Regions from separate parts of the Danio rerio genome. Here region 2 is linked to region 1. A link is a contact called in public HiCAR-type data. All regions are on one chromosome and are shown on one strand. Each heading gives the region's core, a stretch centred on a gene start, on an enhancer-like site or on the middle of the called end of the contact. The rest is flanking DNA. Distances are from core to core; before and after follow the strand shown.

What was found. HiCAR-type assays count read pairs that join an accessible place to other places.
Region 2: a HiCAR-type map of caudal fin shows a contact between it and region 1, with 4 times the contacts expected there. The contact joins the promoter of acadvl here to the promoter of si:ch73-335l21.1 in region 1. A contact is called at or near these places in 3 of 18 Hi-C or Micro-C datasets (caudal fin, embryo and hematopoietic stem cells) and 2 of 4 datasets of contacts at active chromatin or transcription factors (caudal fin and gastrula embryo).

What each region holds. Positions count from the first base shown.
Region 1 is chr7:20,125,210-20,130,954 of GRCz12tu, forward strand. si:ch73-335l21.1 reads left to right here and starts at 2,293. Exons shown (of 5, transcript XR_012383234.1): 1 at 2,293-2,972. It also overlaps a transcript of acap1 not described here.
Region 2 is chr7:20,276,966-20,282,710 of GRCz12tu, forward strand. acadvl (acyl-CoA dehydrogenase very long chain) reads left to right here and starts at 2,520. Exons shown (of 21, transcript NM_212611.1): 1 at 2,520-2,686; 2 at 2,805-2,957; 3 at 3,510-3,579; 4 at 4,810-4,887; 5 at 5,115-5,187. The coding sequence starts at 2,887. It overlaps LOC141375342 (a long non-coding RNA gene), which reads right to left. Exons shown (of 2, transcript XR_012383237.1): 2 at 2,591-5,734.

The sequences.
Region 1 (5,745 bases), core at 1,043-3,542:
ACAGTGTATTGATATTTTGTAAGGTTTTATATATATGACAAAATTGTTTTGCAATGTGACATACACACAATAAGTACACTATATACACAGGTATATACAGTATAATTTAACAATAACAAGTAACTACAGAAATGATGTGCAGTTGTAATTACAGTATCTATTAATTAATAGATGCAAAGTAAAAATGTACACAGTATTGTATATGAAATGATTGATTGGGGTACATAAAGTGCTTTTATACCCTGCTTTTATCATTCCTAAATGAATCTAAACTTCAGAACCTCACTGAATTAAATGGGAGGGGGATTCTGCTAACTGCTAGCCAGTAATACTGCAATGATTGCTTTTAGCTCAAAATAAAAGTGACCAAGCAAAGGTAAAAGAATAAACTCTTTAATAATTATACTGAACTGAATTTACTCTATAGGAGACTTTTATCTTTGTCTTATTGTTGTATCAACAATTACGAACCTGAGAATAACTATTCAGCTCAATTAATCTTTATTCTTATTGCACTTTATGCCATGTAGATTGAGTTAAAGCAGCTTATGAAGAGAAAAGTAATATGCCAAAACAATATGTCAGATAGTGGAACATTCAAGTATTTCAGCAGGCAGGATAAGCTGGTGTAGTTAGCATAAAATTAATGCTAATTCAGTTTATTCATTCATTCATTTCCTTTTCAGCTTAGTCCCTTTATTCATCAGGGGTCAACACAGCGAAATGAACCGCCAACTTACCAGCATATGTTTTATGCAGAGGACGCCCTTCCAGCTGCAACCCATCACTAGGAAACACCCATGCACACTCATTCACACACATGAACAATTTAGTTTACCCAATTCACCTATAGCGCATGTTTTTGGACTTATGGAAACGGGAGCACACCCACACAAACACGGGGAGAACATGCAAACTCCACAAAGAAATGCCAACTGACCCAGCTGGGGCTCGAACCAGCGACCTTCTTGCTGTGAGGCGATGGTGCTACCCATTGCACCACGGTGCTGCCCTGATTCAGTTCTGTTTTATGTAAATGTTGACGTTCAGTTGAATTCAGTTCCACTGAAGCAGATAGCTCTGAAGTCTGCAACCAAGCAACAGACAGCCTAGTTTTAACAAACATTTGTCAAGAAAGGTTCGTTCTAACCTTTAACTCCCAGAAGTCATTTACAGAATATCCTTGTTGACCCCAGAAGAGGTGTGACAGGGGTGCCCAAACTTTTTCTTGTGAAAGACCAAAATCCAAGCTTGATTGAGAGCTGTGGGCCGAAAGTAAACAATGCAAACTATTAAAGTTGCCACGTTTATTTTCATAATTTATATCATAATATTTAAAAATAAATAGGAAAAATTACTTTAACTGTATTTACTAATGCGTTCTAATTTTTCAAAAATGTATATTATTATAACAAACCTATTACAAAACCATACAAAAAGTTCCACTTATAAAACATCGGTGTTCAATGCTGAATAGTCAAGCTGAACCTGCATTTGCCTTGATTTGAATGCTGATTCCTTTTGCTTTGTCTCCTATTCGTGCATACCTAATGTTTGCACAACATTTTAAAAATCTGATTCATTTACAACATTTAATTAAAACATATGATTTCATTTTGCTTTTTTTGTCTCTCAACAATAAAACAAACAAACAAACAAAAGGTTACATTAAAATAGAAACGAAAATTTCTGTTAAAGGCATTCCCCAACCATTCCCAATCAATTTATCTCTGGCAGGCCAAATCAAAGGATACAAAGAGCCAACTTTGGCCCGCAGGCCCTAGTTTGAGCATCACTGGTCTACAAAGTTATGAATTTAAAAATATTAATGAAATATAAAAAATATGTTTATAAACAATTTCAAGTTACAAATTCAAATACATTTAAACAACTTAAGCCTATCCTAGTCCTTTTTTAGAAAGTTATCAAACACATTTCTCATCGATATTTAAATATGAAAGAAAAAGTTGTAAATGAGTAGTAACATTGTAAAAACACAGTAACGCTCAGAACTTAAAAATGTTTTCACATTCAGATATTAGCGTGAGGTTCTTACTTAACGAGATGCACTTTTTTAATGCATGAGAATTAAAAAGTGAAATTAGTTTTATGCCGAGGAGGATGAAATCCGATTCTGGTCCGCAACCTCGTGCTATAGCCTCTCTCTCTCTCTCTCTCTCTCACACACACACACACACACACACACACACACACACACACACACACACACACACACGCTCTCTCTCTCTTTCATAGCCTGAACTACAGAAGCCCGATGAGTGACAGAGCTTCACAGTAGCAGTGAGGGCTGCTCTGGAGAGGAGGGGTGCTGGGATCTGTCTGTCTGTCTGTCTGCTGTACGCTACACTAATGAGATTATTCAACTCGTAAAGCTGCTTCTAAATAGTAGTAGTTGTGTCGCTTCTCGCACGCCGCTCCGCATGTGCTCTCTTGCTCACACATTCAGCTCAAGCACAACCGCAGAGCTCAGTGACATTATTTTGGGAAGGAAACTGCTTGTTGGAGCCTCTCTCGCCCTTTGCGCACATGACTTTTTTCAAGCAACGGATTGTGCATTTGTTGTCGTTCGCTACTTTTAGGGCTGAACATTGATTGAGAGAGCATGGAGAACCACATGGAGCTGCAGAACAGCACGGAGGACGTCCGCAGGAGCGGCTATCTCCGCAAGCAGAAGTCCATGCACCGGCGCTACTTCGTGCTGCGGGCTGCTTCGGAGCGCGGCCCGGCCCGACTCGAATACTACGAGAGTGAGAAGAAATTTCGTGGTAAAGCGCCCGTGCCCAAAAAGGCTCTGGCGCTGGAGACGTGCTTCAACATAAACAAACGGGCAGACTCGAAGAATAAACACATGATAGTGCTCTACACGCGGGCGGAGAGTTTCGTGGTGGCGGCCGAGAACGAGGCGGACCAGGAGGAATGGTACCAGGCGATGGTGGAGCTTCAGTGCAAGAGTAAGTCCTGGAGATGGGTGTTAACGTGGCAGGCGTCGTTTAATTGCATCTTGCATTTAAAAACGGTAGAGAACACATCCGTAGACATGCTGACTGCATGCTGATTTTGGGTACGCAGCTGCAGTTTGGTGTTGAAACAACAGTGTTTTTCTTCCTCTCCAGAAAAGTGGTTGGGCCCCAAAAGTTGAGTAGAGGGGCCCACTTTGCTGTGGAGAAGGGAAAGTCTGTTACTGAAGTTCATCTTGCTTTCTTATCCACGCTGCCACCTGAGCGTGTGTTATCGTGTCTTCTCACTATAGGGCTCAACTTGAGCAAACAGTTGAGATACACACCGCAAGGTCCCTAGGTCATCTTTTTCTAAGTATTTCTGTCAACGCATTGCAATAGCACATGTAGAAAATGCTGTTTCGGTCTGCAGGGCAGAAAGTGTGAGATAACTATGATATTTTTCTAATAAGCAGTCGATATCAATAGGCTGAGGTTTCTTTCATCTTTTATGATAAACGGCTCCTACATTGGACTTTGGGGCTAATGGCAAAGTTAAATATGCCGATTAAAATAAATATTTTTTCTGTTACTACATTATCTTAAAAAAGCTCATCTTAATTCAAAAAAGTATATTGAATTTATTAAAAAATAATAATAATGAGGCTCAATCATGATGCTGAAAAACCATTCAGTGAATAGTTTAATAACGTGAAAATCATGTTCATAAATCAACCTTTTATTACACTGTAAAGAACATTTTGAAAAGGCTGCATGGAAGTTAAAGGTTCTTTATGCAAACACCACACCAATAAATATATTTTTTAAACAGTGTGGTAATTAAAAAAAAAAAGTACTCCTCCCATAATTACTGCCAAATTAGCTTTAAATAAAAACATGATAATTCTGTAACAATTTAACACATTTCATTCATTTTATTCAGTTTGAGGCATAATTATTTTTTTGTAATTAACTTGTTCCTTTAAGCAGGGGTGCCCAAACCTTTTCTTACAAACCCGATTGCTAGTGGGCCGAAGGGAAGGTAAAAATAGTTGCCTTGGATACTCCCTAATTTATTAAATTATATTTTAAAATAACAATAAAACATTGCTTTATATTAACTACATTTTTCAACGTTTTACTAAACTTATTACAGTAAAAACAGAGAGTTTTATCTCATTTATAGCAGAATGGAGTTACACTAGTTAAGCTGCACCTGATTTTGCAATGATTTGCTTGCAGATGTCTTCTGCATTGTCCGCTATTTGTCAAGTGACAGTATTAACATTTTTACTAAGTATTCATTTATGTATTTACAATTAACATTGAAATTAAACAATTTCAGTTGGCTCTTTTTTGTAGCTCAGCAATTAAAACAAACAAAAAAGGTTATTTTAAATTAGAAATGACAATCTGTTAAAATCATTCACCCAACCCTGCCCATCATTCTTACTGTCTTTTCAGATGAGATGTTGAGCCGAATCAAAGATTGCAAAATAAGCCAACCTTGGCCCTAATTTGGGCATCTCTTGCCTAGAGTTATCAAGCTTTCCGTAATAAGGCCTGTTCACACTAACAGTGAGAACTATGAAGTGAGCGATAATGATTACTATTCCAGTGTCCACACCAATGCACAATACAATTCTGTTTACTATAAAGCCCAATTCACATGGCACAGGCAGTTGTCAGACTACGACCCAATGAGCACCGATTCAGCATGTTCAATCGCCGAAAACAAGCTCGGACAGCCGCCAGACACAGAGAAGGGTAACATACTGATCTGACAAAACAAGGCTGTTGCCGTCTGTTGGTTTGGTGTGAATCAGATTTAAACCAGCATTGCTGTTTTGTCATTTGCAGCTTTAAATGCTTGCACACTTTAAAACAGAACCAAGTGTATGCAGTTTTCATTTCTTCTAGTTGTGAATGATCTTGTGAGATTTGTTTTCATTTTTGTCATGTGCAGAGTATTCCGCTTCAGTGCAGAATTAACTAAATCTCTATTAATGCTTCCTAAAAGCAGCGAAATGAATCACATGGACGTTTTCTTTATCTGTATTTCAAAAGATATTAAATATTATATAACCTGTCACTCCTCTTAGAATAAACTGTACTGGCGAAAGCAGGTACACTTGCAAAGAGTAAACAGACAAAAAGGGCAGTGACCGTGACTCCTACAGCAATTACACAGCCCCGCATGTTCCTTGGCTCAAGCAGATATACCACTAACTAACCTAATGTGATGCAACCCTTGCAAACCAATATAAAAGGTCCAAAGTACTATTACTGCATTACATAATGAGAGCACCAAACCACGTGCACTTTAATATCTCATATATTGCACACACAGAGAAAAATATGCAGATTCTGACAAGGTTTTGTCTGCAAACAAACAGCTGATTTCCATGGGATAAAGATGAGTTGACGTAGGGCAAGTAAAGGAGATGACATCTTAACAAGATGTGAGGGTCAGACTCTCAGACCAGGGATGACCCTCCAGTTGTCATCCATAAAGTCTCCTAACTGGATAACAAGCTAAATAAACCAGTCTACTGATTGGCTGTTTTGACATCTGTCATAGCTGCTTTGTGCTGGGTTTAACCTGCTGATGGCCATGACAACTGAGAAATGACCTATGGGAATGTTGTCCATACACACGTTTACACATCTTAATGCGTTTACTCCCTATCAATATTCTTTACAGGCAACAGTAGGTATGATGATTGAGAATATGCCCAAGAGTAACCTGCAGTTCAAATTTTACTGGGGATGAAATTTCCAGTTGCCA
Region 2 (5,745 bases), core at 1,270-3,769, 150 kb after region 1:
TTTTTGTAGACCAGTTACTAACATACAAAACAATGATTATGGTCAATTATCCAAATCTGTATTTGTATTGCTGAGTTCCCATGTTATTAGGTCAAATATCTAAATCAGTGGTCTCGAGTTCAATTCCTGGAGGGTCACGGCTCTGCAGATTTATCTCCAACCACCTTCAGTTCACACCTTCTTAATAGTCTAGTAGTCTTGAACACCTTGATTAGTTGAGTTTGATTTGGGTTGGAGCTAAACTATGCAGAGCTGTGGCCCTCCATGAATCCAATTTGAGGCCTATGTTCTAAATGCATTAAGTGTATAAATTGTTTAGTCAAGACAATGGTTTGGCATTTGGTCATTGTACTCAACCAAACTTTTTTTTTTTTTTTAATCGAGACTTAGAGTGCCTTTTATATGAATGAAAGGGCACCTGTAATGAAAATAATTTTTTGTAAGCTTTTTGGACGGAACTGTGTGTAGGTATAGTGTCTCCTCTGTCGAATTGGGGTAATATAAAGAAAATGGGCTCTATTTTGACAGTCCATGCGCAGAGCGCAAAACGCACGGCTCAAATGCTTTTAGGGCGTGTCAGAATGCATTTTTGCTATTTTAAGGACGGGAAAATCTGCTTTGCACCGTGGCGCATGGTCTAAAACGGCTGAGTTTATTTTCTTAATGAGTTATAGGTGTGTTTTGAGAATAAATTAATCGGAGTCTCATCTCCCATTCCCTTTAAGAGCCAGTTGCGTCGCGCCATAAGCGCATTTGCTACTAACATTACGTTAAGTAAGTGTACGTAAAAACTGAGCATTTTATTAGCAAGAAAACAGTTAAACAGAGCATCTACCGCGTGAGAATGACAGATAACACGCTTTTTCCGAATGACACACACTTTTTCCGGCAATCTTCCTTCTACTTTCAGACAGCGCAGCATTCCCGCAAATTACCGGTAAAGTTACAACTTCTCTTTCCGGAAAATAGCCAGAACGAATTTACCGTTTTTTGTAAATGGGCCTGTTCAGATACAGACCTTTTCGGAAAATTTCCGGTAATTTTCCGGAAAGGTCTGTATGTGTGAAAGGGGCTATAGTAACACGAATATTCATATCAACAAGACAGGACGTGTGCAAAGCAACTGGAATTAAAAGATCTGTTCAGCTTGCTGTGATCATAAATCATCATCAAATGTGATCAAGAATGAGTTTTACATGTTAAAAACGTTTTTTAAAACCGTGCACGTTTCTAATGAATTACAGTGATTTTACTGTCTTCATCACCACAGCCGCATGTCACCACAGTTACAAAAGAAAACGCTTCAGTCCCGGTTTGTGGCAATAAAAAATGTTTTTTTGTACATTAACATAGCAGATATCCATACAGGAGTGAATATTAATGTGTATCCTGTCACAATTGCTTAGTATCTGTGTGTGTGTGTGTACGTGAACTTTGTAACGACATTGTGTGTGACTCATCGTTGCAACTCCACCAAAAAAAAAAAAAAAAAATACATCAAATAATAATCGGGCAATATTTAATCTGTATGTATTTATCTGCTAATTTATAAAAATTACAATATTTTTTGCCTTAATAATAAACAAGACTGGTGAAGTCATTTTTTCTGTGAATGTATACCATGGGTGTGTTAGTTAACCCCTTCAATGTTATAATAAATGTTCATAAATCAAACGGTTATTTTTTAATATGTAGTAAGGGTTCACATAACAAAACAAAACTAATAAATTTCTTTGTGAACTGAACTGATACAAAGACTTTAGAATACTGAAGCTCATTGGTGGAACTCAAGGCTTTCCGCTCATTCTCCTATGGGTATGAATCACACAACACACAGTCTCACACACAAACACACACACATACACAGTAATTTCTGTCATTTGCCACTACGCTGACACATAGACATTTGTAGCTCCGCCCTCTTCTGAAAAGAGCACAATCTCATTTAAATTTAAAGCGACAGTCACCATAATTAGGATCTAAGCCTTAAAAGGTCTGTTTCAGGGAGCTAGAGAACATCATCTGTGTGCTATTTTAAGCTCTATATAAAAACTATACAGGAGGCAAATCATTCTGACTGTATACTTAATATAATTTAAGAATGTATTTTGAAGAAAGCTGAGAACTATTGACTTGTATAGCAAAAACTAAACAAGATATTTTAGAAAAATATTGAACAGTGGTAACCATTGACTTTTATAGTATTTGCTTTTCCTATACTATGCAAATCAATGATTACCCGTTTTCAACATTTTTCTAAATATCTTCTTTAGTTTTTTTTCTATGCAAGAATATCTTCAAGATTACTGATAGTGGAATGGTTGCTAAGCAACAGCTACAGACATCCTATGACAGACGTAAGGCTCAACCAATCAAAATGTGGCGGTATTGTAGCGCCTGTCCCGAAGTGTCTTTAAAAGCTGATCTGAGATCAGTGGTGTTACATGACTCTTCCTTCAGTGCTAACGTAAAAGATCTGTACTTCCGGTAGTCGGTAAGCAGCGCGGTGACTCAGGGAACGTCGTATCACAGGACTTTTCATATTTTGACTGCCATTTCATTTCAGTCTTTTGTATCAGAAGTGTTCGTGTGTCGCCACAATTGTGCACAGGAGGAGGGTCCTGGTCTGCGGTGGGAAGAGCCACAATCTAAAAGAGAAAAGTCACTCAAGGACGAAATAAAACAGGTTCTGCTGCATTGTAGGGCGCTCAGTCTTGACCAGAACCCATTCACCTCTTGCTGGACGTTGTTGTCCTTTTATTTATCAACGTTTCTTGACTTTTTAATTCGTATTCGATCCATAGGCAAGTTCCACACTTCCGGTTGAACGGAGATAAACAACGTTCGGCAAGAAAGAAGAATCTCGGCCTGCTCGTCATCATAATAATGCTGTTGCGTAAAGTTACGAGTCCTGCGATCTGCAGCTCCGTCCTCCGTCTGCAGCCGGCTATTACTGGGTGAGACTCACTGTTTTCATTCAGCTCGAGAAAGCTTATTGTGTTTAACGTTACTAAAAATATTATCACTATCTGTTTTCGTTAAGTGAGGGGGGGGAAATTATCGGATATACACGCCAACTAACTTAAATTTGAGGTTGACTGTCAAATAAAGTAGGTAATTTATAATGTATACAGTTGTCAACATTTGAAGTGGATCAAAACCTTTCATCGAAATTCTTCTAGTCCTATTGAACAACACTCATTTCTGTTTGTCAATTTGAAAATGTTTCGATTCACTTCAAATGTTGACTACTGTTTATATATACTACATAGCCTGTTAAGTAATTGTAAAATATATAAATAATATCAGCTAGCTTCATATAAACAAATGAAAACAAGCTGATTATTGATAAATGTTTATAAAATTATATTGAATCTCATATATAAGGATAGCAAAGCTAAAACATGAAAATACATTTATACATCATGTGATGTATGCTTAAAGGTAATTAAAAATACATTTGTCTGTCATTATGTAATAATTATGATTATGCTTGATCAAATTATCAGGGCACAGCGGCAATCTGGAGCACTTGTGGGAGTTCAGAATGTTCGTCTTTATGCGAGCCAAACTGCAGAGGTGAGACTCTTGGCTTCATGTCATTATTATTATGTATTTATAATTACTTTTTGTAACGTTGTTTTGTAAGTGGTTATATCACTTACATACTTTGTGAACTACTCTGGCCAATCCAATAAGGTCCCATGGAAAAAACAGGTGCTTGTTCTGAGACACCCAATAATATAAATCTGGAGTAAAGTTCACATCCAGTTCACATGACACACAGGCTTGGCAGTCTGTGTTTTACCATGCGGTCTTGTGTGTCACGTAAATATTATGGTTTAACTACAGCAAGTCTACGTGTTAGAAATTATAATTGGAGATGGAAGAGACATATATAGTTATTTAGGATTGATTCAGTATCAGTTTGTTTTGTAAGAAGACATTATTTGTTTTGTTTGTGTGAGTGAGGGCTTATCAGGGAAGGTTATGTGATCCTTGTCATTGCTCTTTGCTCTACTTGGCTGCCATTTTTTTTTTTTTTTGGCTTTTTGTGATGCCATGGAAATTGTCTGTCACTTTGTCACACTGTCCTTGAACCCAGTCAGAATAACTTAAGAAGTCCACACCAAATGTGAAACCTTCCTCGTTCTTTAGATTGCATGTACTTTCAATAAACTAGTGACCTAAGTCAGTGGTCCTCAAAGTTGAGGTAGGGAGACAATGACATGGAGGTCACTTGGTGATTTCCAAAAATCTAATTTATTTTATTAAACTATTATAAAGACCATATTTTATCCATAACCTACTGCAGTAAAAAATAGTAGTTACTAGTTATATTAAAAACATGCAAATAAAAAGCCATCAGCCATTCAATTCGACCCCTGGGATGATATTGTTTTATTAAAGACACAGTACATTGATTTTATAGCACCAGGTTAATCTTTCTGACACCTTTACAGCACTCGCGTACATTTAAAAATAAATACAGGCCACAACTGAACATGAAGGATGATCTCTGAGTAGCGTTCTTCAAAATTAAATGTCAATAGACTTGGGCCTATTGGTATGTGTGTGCCAGTGTGTAAGGTTTATATATTTATAATCGCCTCAGAGGATATTGGGGGTCACGAGTCACTGGCATTGTAATTTTGGGGGTTGCTGGCTAAATAGTTTGGGAACCCCTGATCTATTTCATGTACAATATTAACTTGTGATGTTTGTATAATACTGAAAACATAAGAATGCTGTAGATTTGTTCCACAAACGTGAACAGACTGATAACTTACTCTTGTTATTTTTGCTAAGGCTGTTCTGGACAAGAATGTAGTCAGCAGAGACACCACCGCGACTGCTGAGACGGTTGATAAAGCAGTCGTTAGTGTGGTGAGTAATTATGCAGATGTTCATATTGTGTATAAATTCTTTTATGCATATGTATACTATATGCTTATAAATTCAGACACATTTAATCTGTGTTTAAGAGTCTTATCATATGTTGGAATGCTAAAATTTTATATTTGTTGAGATAATTTTAGTTATAATAAAGGTAATGACAGGCTATTGAAATCTTTCGATAATGGAGAAAGTATACACTTATTTTAATTCACTAGGAATCAAAGTCTTTTGCTGTCAACATGTTCAAGGGACAAATCAGCACTTCACAGGTCTTTCCCTATCCCTCAGGTGAGTTTGTTTTCTTTGTGCCAAAGCATGTTTTAGATGCAATAATGGGCTGTAAGCACAGCTAGTGTTTTTTAGCCAGTGATAAACTTCCGATGAAAGGTTTTTGTGGCTATTTTCAATTTCATAAGGTTCCTTTAACAGCATCAATGTTGTAATGTAATTCACATATAATCCGTTAAATAGACTTAAGCGTCCATTTGGTTGGTAAAGCGTAAAAAGAGATGAAAAACTGTATAAAAGAAGTTGCAGTCATTAGCTGCAGACTAGCTCAGATATTTCATTGAAACTACTGGAGTAAAATTAATTTCCATATTTTAAAGATGTGATGTGTAAAAATATATTTTATTGTACATCTTGTTTGGTCTGATACCCACTTTATATCGTATCACAGCCAGGCAGTGAAGGTTGCGGCGAAAAAAAGAAAAATGTTATTTATTTATTTATTTATTTATTATTTTTTTTACTTTTGTTTGGAATGACAATTCACTGGAAGCCTTGGGATTGTCTCTCTGAAATTAAAAGTTTTTGTGCATATACCCTATTAGACCTGGCCCAACA